Regions from separate parts of the Drosophila melanogaster genome. Here region 2 is linked to region 1. A link is a contact called in public Hi-C data. All regions are on one chromosome and are shown on one strand. The core of a region is the stretch at or near the end of the contact, and the rest is flanking DNA. Distances in the headings are between cores, read along the strand shown. Region 1 holds the start of mfas (midline fasciclin). Region 2 holds the start of pxb (pxb,).

The links. A called contact is a pair of places that touch in the nucleus more often than the background predicts.
Region 2: a Hi-C map of the Kc167 cell line shows a contact between it and region 1, with 3 times the contacts expected there. A contact is called at or near these places in 2 of 107 Hi-C or Micro-C datasets (the Kc167 cell line and cellular blastoderm embryo).

The regions. Positions count from the first base shown.
Region 1 is chr3R:11,991,261-11,996,935 of dm6, reverse strand. It overlaps mfas (midline fasciclin), which reads left to right and starts at 3,621. Exons shown (of 10, transcript NM_176478.1): 1 at 3,621-3,687; 2 at 4,084-4,194; 3 at 4,793-4,864. The coding sequence starts at 4,124. It overlaps Tk (Tachykinin), which reads left to right. Exons shown (of 4, transcript NM_001275564.2): 2 at 873-1,564; 3 at 1,744-1,972; 4 at 2,181-2,761. The coding sequence starts at 914. The coding sequence ends at 2,194.
Region 2 is chr3R:15,662,765-15,668,439 of dm6, reverse strand. pxb (pxb,) reads right to left here and starts at 2,257. Exons shown (of 5, transcript NM_001275680.1): 1 at 1,854-2,257. lncRNA:CR43849 (long non-coding RNA:CR43849) reads right to left here and starts at 462. Exons shown (of 2, transcript NR_074016.1): 1 at 263-462; 2 at 1-207.

The DNA.
Region 1 (5,675 bases), core at 2,372-4,871:
GCATCATGAGTTGCAGCATCAGCCGACGTTGCACTTGCACTCGATTGCATCTCGACTAAAGGCCAGTACTCATGAGCATCCAAATGTATATGGATACTTCCGCAGATATTGGTGCCACTAAAAATAGGGAATTTCATTGGTTATGATCTTACATTTGCATAGAATTTAAGTATTATTTTTGTGTTTTTTAAGCCCGATACTAATTTAATATTTAGTATTATACATAGTTTGTATTATTATTTTCTCAAATACAATGTTGCATAAGTGTGTATGTTGGAAACCATTCTGTTTCCCACCAAGCTCCTTAACCTATTCACACCACTCCGCGAACCGTAGAACACGAGTACAAAAAGGTCAAGTAGACGCCGCCGCGGGGAATTTGCGAGTCTAAGTGCACTAAAGCAAGTATATGCGAATAGCAAAAAAAAATAAAAAAGGAAAATCAAAACAAACAAAGCAGGAAATGAAATGGAAAACATTTTTAAAGGGTTACACACTTCATACGCGTTTTCTTTATAATATCTGTAGTAATTTTTGTATTTCTGTAATTGCATATGTGAGGTAGAAAATATTACTAAGTATTTATAAACAAGCTAAATTCATTTAATTTATATAAAACAGCTGAGTAGAGTCAAATTAAATTGACATAAATAAAAATGTGGCAGAGTGATTATATTTAACCTCTTCTGTAGTTATAAGCCCTTTTTAATACCCTATGTAACTATTTTCCAGCTAAAAATGAAGATGTATCAACATTTAGTTGTGATAATATGTAATAAAATATCTAGATATTTATCTGACATTAACATTATTTCCTAATTACACATTGTAATAAATCATCGATTTTCTCCCCAATTTCGCTTTTCCAGCAGCGCATCGATTTCCACGCCCGCCTAAAAGCTCGCCACATCCAATGCGCCCTCTGAGCGGTTTGATAGCGCTGGCGCTGCTGCTGCTGCTCCTGCTGACGGCACCATCGAGTGCGGCGGACACGGAGACGGAGTCCTCCGGCAGCCCGCTGACGCCCGGCGCCGAAGAGCCGCGTCGGGTGGTAAAGCGGGCGCCCACGTCCAGCTTCATTGGGATGCGCGGCAAGAAGGACGAGGAGCACGACACCTCGGAGGGTAACTGGCTGGGATCGGGACCCGATCCGCTGGATTACGCCGACGAGGAGGCGGACAGCAGCTACGCGGAGAACGGGCGGCGACTGAAGAAGGCACCGCTGGCCTTTGTTGGCCTGCGTGGCAAGAAATTCATCCCAATCAACAACCGCCTGTCCGATGTCCTGCAGAGCCTGGAGGAGGAGCGCCTGCGGGATAGCCTGCTGCAGGACTTCTTCGATCGCGTGGCTGGGCGTGATGGCTCCGCGGTGGGCAAGAGAGCGCCCACCGGGTTCACGGGCATGCGAGGTAAGCGACCCGCCCTGCTGGCCGGGGACGATGACGCGGAGGCGGACGAGGCCACGGAGCTGCAACAAAAGCGGGCGCCGGTCAATTCCTTTGTGGGGATGCGCGGCAAGAAGGACGTCTCCCACCAGCACTACAAGCGTGCAGCTCTCTCCGATGTAAGTCGACTTACCTTGCAGTTAGTTGTTGGTGGCAAGTACAGTGGTTTCTCTTGATGCGCTTATTAAAACACTAAAACCCCATTGCAAATCAGAGTGTTAGTCTTTTTTTGAATAATACATAAAAGAAACCATTGAATTGCATATCTATACATATGTGAAGATCTAATCGACCCCAGTTCTGGCACACTTTTTTTAAAAAGTCCTATGACTTGAGAGGAAAACAGCAGCGCTTCGCCGACTTCAACAGCAAATTTGTGGCGGTGCGTGGCAAGAAGAGCGATCTGGAGGGCAACGGAGTCGGGATTGGTGACGATCATGAGCAAGCTCTGGTGCATCCATGGCTCTACCTGTGGGGAGAAAAGCGAGCGCCCAACGGATTCCTGGGAATGCGAGGCAAACGGCCAGGTACATATTCACAAATTCATTTAACCAAAATGTATTTGGTTAAAAAGCTGTTGTATTTCAAGCTTAAGGTGGCAACCTATTATTAAGGAAGCTGAATAAAGTTTTAAATTAATACATTTATTATTTATTGCTCGCCAATGGGGGGAAACCCAATTTTATACCCAATTAATTATAGATTTTGATTATTCTCTTCCTTTCATCGACACAGCACTTTTCGAGTAGGCGATGTTGAGCGATTTGATAGATCTTGATGGAAGTTCCTCTTAGAGCTACAAAACTAGGAAATGCGAAAGTAGATGGACACAGGGGACCGGGAGAGCAGATTTGGAAACAGAAAATGGATCACATGAGTGTTTTAAATAATCACTGGGCTGGAGATTATTTCAAACACGGACACACAAAAAACACACGGCTAAGAATTTGCTCTGTTTGTCGACACAAAATTTCAGCTTAATGTATAACGAGACTTGCGAATAATTTATTGGGAATTTATTTGAAATTGAATGAGATGCTTCGATGAGTGTGTGGATTCAATTGTACTATTTGCATATCTAAGTGTAAACTTTTAATCAAAATTATGATGAAAATTAAACTAGAAGAAGTTCAAATGCACAAGATAAACAGAAAAGTGGGAAAGTAATTATTTATTTAAAACAAATATATTTAAAACGAATATACTTAAAGATACATTTCAGTTGTGGTACATCTACGTATACAAAATATATATACACCTACATTAATAGCACAAATAAATATTGTAAATAATGAATAAATATTTATTTCAGAAACGGATGATTACGATTTTTCATGGTTTTTCAATAACAACATACTTTGCTTGACTTTGGTAATAAGTAAAAAACGGGCATCTAATATTGACTAAAATCAAAACAATGAGCAATCAAATATAAGAACACATTATAAAGTCTTCTAACAGTTCCAAGAAATTCAATTTCATCTACACATGTAGCTACAAGCTGACATCTTGTTTATACAAAACAATAAAAACCGATCGGAACAGTTTCAAAATATGAGGAGACTCCTAATAAGGCGGAACCGACCAGACACCACAGTGATTGATGGGTGTTAGAGGTTACGGGAATATCGGAAATTCCAAGTGCGCACTACACCTGGCTAGCAAATACAGGTAGGACATTGCCAGAAACGCTCTAGGTGCAGTTTAAACAGAAAATGATTCTAGGAAATTGAAAATACTCGAAATGAATAAGTAGTTTGAAATGCTCGCCAAGCCAAAGTCTGAAATGATATGAGTCCTATATTATAGGATATATTCTTCAGATTCTACACCGTTTTAGTTTGGGTTTTGTATCCCAAATTCTACAGTATTTTGAGTGAAATGTACTATGATTAATAAAAGTGCTTCGTTTCGCTCGCTTCTCTATGAAGTGTTAATAGCTGGCACTTTCACAATTTGTACGAACCTCCTGCCACCCGCACTATTTGCATATACATATGTAAATACACACATACATACATATATAGAGCTATTACCGATTTCACAGCGTCCCCAAAAGTTCTCTCTGTTCTCCCAAAGCTCCCATGATCACTACATGCGTTGATATCGCGGCAGAGGAATCGACGGCGACTGCGGCAGAGCAGCTTATAAATACCAGATGCTCGACGTTCTTGGGCAGTTAGTTTTAAACTGCGACTTGAAGCGGCAACATCGTCGGATCAAGCAACATATAACAACTTTCGTGAGTGCCACAAGTGCCCCTTTTTTACGATTAACTGCAGTAAAAGGAGCCAGAGACATTTGATAATTGAGTGTGTGCCAATTTTTGTAAAAACAAGACAATTGACAATAATTACAAGTGAGTGACAGGCGGTATATGTCGTCTATCCGTAGCATATTTACAATTAATGCGTGAAGACAGTGGAAAATTTTCTTCGTCGACCGTCGCTCTCACTCCCAAAATCAGTCACCTACATACGCGAGTGCAGCGCTGCGTGGAAAACCTGTATTTCTTCGGTTTCTCAGCTGTTTTTCCATCCATCGCGGTGAAATTTCTCGAATCCAACCAGCCATTCAGCCAGCTTCAGCCATTCCCTTGATTACAGCAACTTTCAGCTTGTCTCGTTCATTTACTTAGCTCCCAACCGAGGCTCCAGATTAAAATTGTGATACCAAACATGCTACGGCTGTGGGCCTGCCTGCTCCTCCTGGGATCAATCCAGATCCAGGCGGTTCCATTCTACGGCGAGTGAGTATCAATCCGACAAGTTTTTCGTGCTGTGTAGTAGCGTTCGTTTCATGCACATTTCACGTAGTTTGAGTTGTTTGCGTTGCGGGCTAAATGGTTAACATATGTACATCGACATCTTCTGATAAGGCATGAACTAAATGTTTTATGTTATCGGAACACAATTGAAATGCCAGGAATGCCTGGGACCCACAAAATTGAAATACTTCTCTAATTAAACATATACAATTTCATAGAATCATTGGAACAAAATTTTACCTAACAAGCGCATCCCAAATAACTAAAAACGGAAAAAAATTAAAAAAAAAAAAACACTTTGAAAGAAATACAAAATTAGATCTAAATTGAAACGTTTGATACCATCCATAACAATGTTTATAACAATATTAATGTAAGCCACGAGTTAAAAAACAAGTATTTTGCCATTATTGAAGTTTTACAATAACGCTTTCAAATATATTTTTGAAGACCAATTGGTAAAGTTTCCAAATAATCGTTAATATTAAGTGCTTAAGTCCCATAGAACTAACCCTAGTAGATTTTTCCCATCCGCCCGACCTTTTAAATCTGTCCCAATAAACGAAATGTTGAATTCCAGTTCAAGTTCTGAAGAGGTTGCCGAATTCGATGACTCCTCGGATTCCACACACGAGTCCTCAGATAACTCCAGGTGAACTATAAGTAAACGTAGTTAGCCCAGCTGTTGAGTCCCCAACATTTCCCAGTAGATTTGCTCATTTACAACTACTTAACAAAGCAAACATACCGACGAGGTTTACATGTTAAACAACTTAAAAATGCTTAAACAGTTTCAATATTTTTTTCACTCACGGGTTCCGCTGGGCCCACTGACACCACATAAAAGTTGGCTAATACCGGGTTCAGTGTTTTTTATGACATTTTCAAGCCCAACGAGGCACCGAGCCCTGTTTGTTCTTGGAGAAACTTTTCGCCCGCTAAACGAAACTGCAAATAAAGTTGACCGAAATGTTTATGGTAGCGAAGGCGCTGAAAGAGCGAAAAGTTCCCCCGGAAAGAAAGTCCAAAAGCCCGCCGAGTATTGACCTCAATTGATAAACCTTAAACTGAAATTGTTGAGTCGCAGAGATTGTCTGCCAATAAATCCGCATCGAACTGGGTTCTTTGCCGCCATTGGAAATGTGCAAAGGCCACGATCTGAGTCTTTGGCTTTTATTATTTTTTTCCCCCTTTTTTGCGAAAGATACTGCATCGCAAGAGAACAATGTGCAACCAAAGTGGGGCAACACCGCGGGACTTGGGCAACCAAGATCCACATCTTCTTCCACCGATCTTCTCCGTTCGCTCCACACTTGGCTGACTTTGCCACCTTTGGGTTCAAGCCGCCGCAGGGCTCATCTTTGGCACACAAATCTCGAACAGTTTTGGCCCTGAGAGCAATTGACATTTGACACGGCATTAAGTGGCATATTGTGGGTAATGGGTAATGCGCCGGCAAAAGA
Region 2 (5,675 bases), core at 1,008-3,507, 3.7 Mb before region 1:
TGGGAGATGAGGGGAAAATTCATGTCCTGCGAGCACTGCGATAAAGTTTTTTTTTTGTTATTCAGGCTCGCCTCCTCCTTTTTCGCCAGTTCCTCTTCGGCCGCCGGGCAGCTGAGCGTGAAAAACAGCCTCCTGAATTTTCCCCGGCTTTTCTGTGCGCTTTCGCTTTTCCTACGCTTTCCTCTGCTTGGCTGGACTTTGCTGCCGCTATAAATTTACAAGCGTATAACAAATATTTTCCTTTGTGTTTACAATTTCTTACTGCTTAATATTCCTGCGCGAATGTTTTGTTTCTGTCCGCCATATAGCGACTTATTTGCATAAGATACTTTCTGTTTGAGGTCTGAGCGAAGTTTACCTTGTAAGTAGCTTAGGAATTGCCATAAGTTGGCCTATTCAATGAACTTAGTTCTTTGATGCAGACTTGCCGCAGAAAGCAAATAAGATATTTTTAGTCATCGTCTGCACTCAAATATTCATCACTGGCACATCAAGTTTATAAAAAGGCCTATACTTCTTGCTGTGCTCTAGTGCACAGACGACACTTTTACTGAAATTTATGTTTCAACTACAGAGAAAAGTCAGTTGGCTTATAAATTTCAGGGGCACACGCTTGGCATACTAATTAGCCGAGGGATTTCATTCGAAAAAAAAGGCTAAACAGCAAGCGGAAATCCTGTGAAAAAGGGCCGACATGTGTACGACTCAATTCCGAATTAAAATTCATTTTGCCAAACAGGTAGAATGCTTCCCATTCACACGATTCAAATCGATTCAAAATCCAGTACCCAGAATCATTGTGACCGCAAGCAACAGTTCACTTGTCCGAGGACTTTTCGAGCTACCCACGCCACTCCAGATTGAGTTGTTATTATTATTTATATCCATGGCGACCACGATTCCCGTTTAACAACTCATTTAAGACCAGATCTTATCGCGATCCTTCGTACATCTTCTTGTCCGACTTCCCCAGCTCCAGCCATAAGCATAAATTTTATTTTGCGTGAATTTATGAGTTGCGCCGACGACAGGCGGGGTATACTTTACTTATTTACCAAAGGATTTACACGCCAAAGAATTGGGGAAAATAATGAACTTCGACTGGCTGCACTTGTTGCGCGTTTGCTAATAATTTAAACAAATTTACAGAATGGAAAAACACAGCGCTCGAAAATGCAGGTAAACAAAGGTGTCGCCTCAACTAGTATTTGGTTATAATTAAAGGTCCCTCGCAGTCTTTTCTTCTCTTTATTTTCTCGTCTCTTTGGCGGTTTCTACGCTTTGAAGAAGGGAAGAAGCCGCAGCTCCAGCGAAACCCAGAGATGATTTGTTTACATTCTGATGGAGCCGCATGGGTCGCCACAAGAGTTCTGTGCTTTATGGCTTGATAGCAGATAGCTGCACAGCTATCTGCTGTTTCCACAAAAATCACTCATCACTCGGGCGTAACTTTATATGGATAAACATATCTGTTCGATAGACACAACGCACACTTTCGGGGAATTTTGTTTGGAATCGGATATAATCCTTCACTTGCTTATTTGAATAATTCCCCAACTTCCTCCTATAAATCTCGTTTTTTACGGCCTCACTCCGCTGGAATGCCTTTTTTCAGTTCGTTTCAATTAGTAAGCACTGCACTCTGAAGATTAGAAAACTCAACTTTAAAACATACTTTAATGTTGTAATTCCCAAATCAAAGGGAAATTCCGTTGATCTTTGCTAAGAAGATTGTCACTCGCCTACAGAAGCTCAACCCAAAATCGCCAACTAATCCGGTGCGTAAAAGTTTTCAATTTCTCAGCGGCATATCCAGGTTTGATTTTTCATTTTCCATTTCCCTGCCCACTTACCCGCTTTTCTGCTTTTATAGTCCAACGGATATTTGTCAAGTGGTTTGATAAACTGTTTCTGCTTGTCTTTTGCTAGCTAATCAAATCGGTTTCGAGCCAATTGTTAATCCAATGTATTGCTTGCGAATTTCGCTTTGATTTTTGACAACTTTTCGAGTATCACTCAACACAGAATATTTGTGGTATTTGATTTATTATTATTAGTTTGCACGACGCGCGTATCGTTTGCTTGGGATTTGTGGTAAATATTTTCGTTGGTATTTATTTTCGTTTTCAGTAATCCACTAGTGATTCACATATCTTGAAAAAAGTCTCGTATTCCGTTCAGAGTTTTCTTTTCGATTATTGTGGCAACATGCGAGACACTCACGTCCGTTTCCTGCGACGTCGAGTCAAAAACTGAATTCCAAATTCGTTTCGAGCGACTGACGACGGCAGCTACATCTGCAACATGTGCAGCGGCAACAACACGACAGCAACATCGACATCGGTTGCCGCTGCCGAATCCAGAGAGAGAGTTCGGGGAAATGAACTTCCCGAGAGAGAGGATGAACTCATTCGGGCTCGTTCTAATCGGCATTTTCGCACATTTTCGTTGCAGTTGACATTCGCTGGCGCTGGAAAATTGTCCATGTTGCTGGCGAAAGTACAAATAAAATCATAAAAAAATTTACTTTAAATATTGCTTGGCACATTTTTATTTAAAAGTGCACACCTAGCTCTGTCTTTTCCAACCAAAGAATGTTTACGATTTGTTTACCTTGCATTTAAAATCGTATGCCGTTGAACTCTTATGTACATATCCCAAAAGATGTACAATCATGTAGTTTAGCAACCGTTGAAAAGTATTATTTTAATTCCTAATCAATTCCAATTATATTTGAGTGTCACCCAAAAACTTGTATGTATTTGCTATTTGTTCTCGTTTTATTTATCTACCGAGCCCATTAAGACGATTTATGGAAAGTTTCAGGAAAACATAGGTAGTTCCTTGGCTGTGATATTGTGACAGTCAATAACATGATAAACATCATAATCATATTTGAGAAAAGCCAAGCCCATTGTAAAAATATGAACACATAATGTTGAAATGGTAACTCAACATTTCTCATGTTGCTTAAGCTTGGGGATTAATTTCTTTTTTTATTAAACACATAAAAACTTAAAGCAGATTTAAAGACAGTCGAGCGATAATAAGTATGACTGATTTTTGAAAACAGATTTAGCAATTAGTTTTTTAAATAATAAGCTCATTAAATTACTCATCTAAGTGTATCAATTTCTGCACCTGTCCATTAAAAATGTATCATTCGAAAATGTCCCAATAAAACTAAATTATACTTCATCATATCGATTACCATTTTTTTTACCGGTAAGCAAAAATAACAACTTTTTGTCGTTCAATCAAGTGAAGAAGAGCAACAAAAACAACGACCACTATCAAGGTCAATGTCTGATGGGAGTGGTGGCGAAAACAGGGGGAGGCAGCGATTTCAGCATTTTCCTGGTTTTTTCTTCTTTGTTGCTGTTTTTCAGCTGCATGTAAAAGTGCAATAACAACAACACCAGCCGGCATGAAAATTCAATGTTATTTCTCATATCACCCAAGAAGTACTCTCTTTCGAAGTTGAACTTCGAAAATGAACTCGGTCTCTCTCGCGCTCACTCTCTCTCTCTCTCGCTCAATTGCCGTAGAAGTTGCTGGTGTCTTAGCAACATGTTGCTGATTGGTGCACACTCTTTTTTTGTTGCAATGCGATTTGTGTTTACGCATTTTTTTCGCACCTCCACTTACTGTTTACGTTTATCGTTATACTTTCACCTTCTGCGCCACTTTGGCCCCAGCCCCGCCCACTTTTCCACCATCCACCCACCGCATTCCTTCTGTGTTTTGTTTATAAACATTCTTAACCGTTTGTTTTCAATGCAATTCCATTGTGCCAGTTGCTGAAAGCAGATGAAAAAATTAGGTGGAGAGTGGAAAATGAGGAAGCCTATCTTTTGAATGGGCTACACTTAAAGGAATTTTGATGTAATATATCTAAGGGCCTAATATAGTTCTATATATATCTTTTATTTACCAAATGTAACAAAAATTAAAATTTATTTATTTATTTCTTTACAATAAATATCATCAAATATAATCAAAAATATTATAACTACTTTTTGTTTCTGTGCACTTACAAGTTGTTTACAGAACGGAGGGAAATTCTTTATAAATAGTTATTTGTCGACAGCAGCAGCGACAAATGCTTTTGGCCGCAACTTAGTCAAAGTCGCTAACGGTAATATCCATGCTTCGCTCCTCGGAAAATCCCAACCCCCCGGAAAGTCCACCCCTCCCAGACTCATTAGGCGTGTCAAGTGATATGTTTGCCTTTGCCTGTTACCCGGGGACCAAACCGAAACACATTAGCGGCTCATTCCCTGCAACTTGGGGGCCAAAAGCAGAAAAGGCCATGCAAATTAAAGGCGCATTAAGTGATTGACCCAACGGAGGGGGGAAAACTGCGGGGTATTGCTGGGAAATGGCGACCACACGCACATTCTGAAAACTCGAAGAACTTTTCGAGCAAAACCGCAGAAAAGATGCAAACTGAAAAGTATCTTAAGGCTGCCAGCACTCTGGAGAAATTGCCAAACCCAGAGATACCAAAGTATAGCGACTTAAAAGTGTATCAAATGTGTTCATACAACATTCATATAACATAGCTTTAGCTCCAGCCAAAACAAACATTTTGCAAAAGAATCTTTTAAGCTTAGATTTATCTTTCGGATGAAAATGCGAGTGCTGAAAAGTAGCTAGTGGGTACAATAGTTTCGCAAGTATTTGCTAGCACACAAAAGTTATAAAATACATACATATAAATATACATGGGATCAGAAATTTTGTATTTCATCTTTAAATTGGAAATGTTTAGAAAAAGATAAATTTTAATTGAAAAATGCACATATTCTTTTATAAGCCGTGCCATATAGGCCTTCTGAAGTTTAATTGAATGCCAATAAGCACTAAAACTCTTCAACGTTGCTATGTAAAATTTGGATAACAAATCTCACGTGGTCTACCAATTAGCCATCCTGTTTGCCGGTTGCCAAAAATTCATAATACAAAATGCTCTTTTATGTATGTATGTATATCGGCATACTCTCCCATGAACACACGACAAGACAGCTGACGGCGAGGCTTGTTTGCAGATACAATAATTAATAATTCCGGGATAATCTGCATGTTTGTCAAAGTGATACGGTCCAAAAACGGCAAGAGGAGAAAAATGTGTTCGCAAAAACCCAACACAAAAACACCTACACACGCACGTGAATTTTGAAATCTGTGTGCGGAAAAAGTGAGCCAGCCAAAAAACATTTCGAAACGCTCAAAACCATCTGCATAAATACGTTTAGATTGGGTTTGAGCCCGATTCCCCGCCCCTGAAAAGAGGTCCTGTTAATGATTGTATGAGATTGAGCTGGACATCCTGCAAGCCATCCTCTCCCCTTTTCAATTGAAATTTTGCTTACTTTACCAGCTGTTCATGTGCCCTCCACATTTGACATTTATTGCTGCAACTTCATTAGGTCTAAGGAAAATATTATTTTTCCACATTTTGAGAAGACAATATAGTTTTGCGAAAATAAAACAGTTTAAAGACATTAATTGCAAAAAATGGTGAACCCTTACCGATGCCGATGGGTATTATCTAAATATCTCAATGATATGTTCATCATTGAAAATGCAACCTTAAGATAAAAGGCTGCATTTTATTTGCATCCGTATCCGTATCTTAAGAAAACAGACAGTTCTTATATCTTATCGTTATC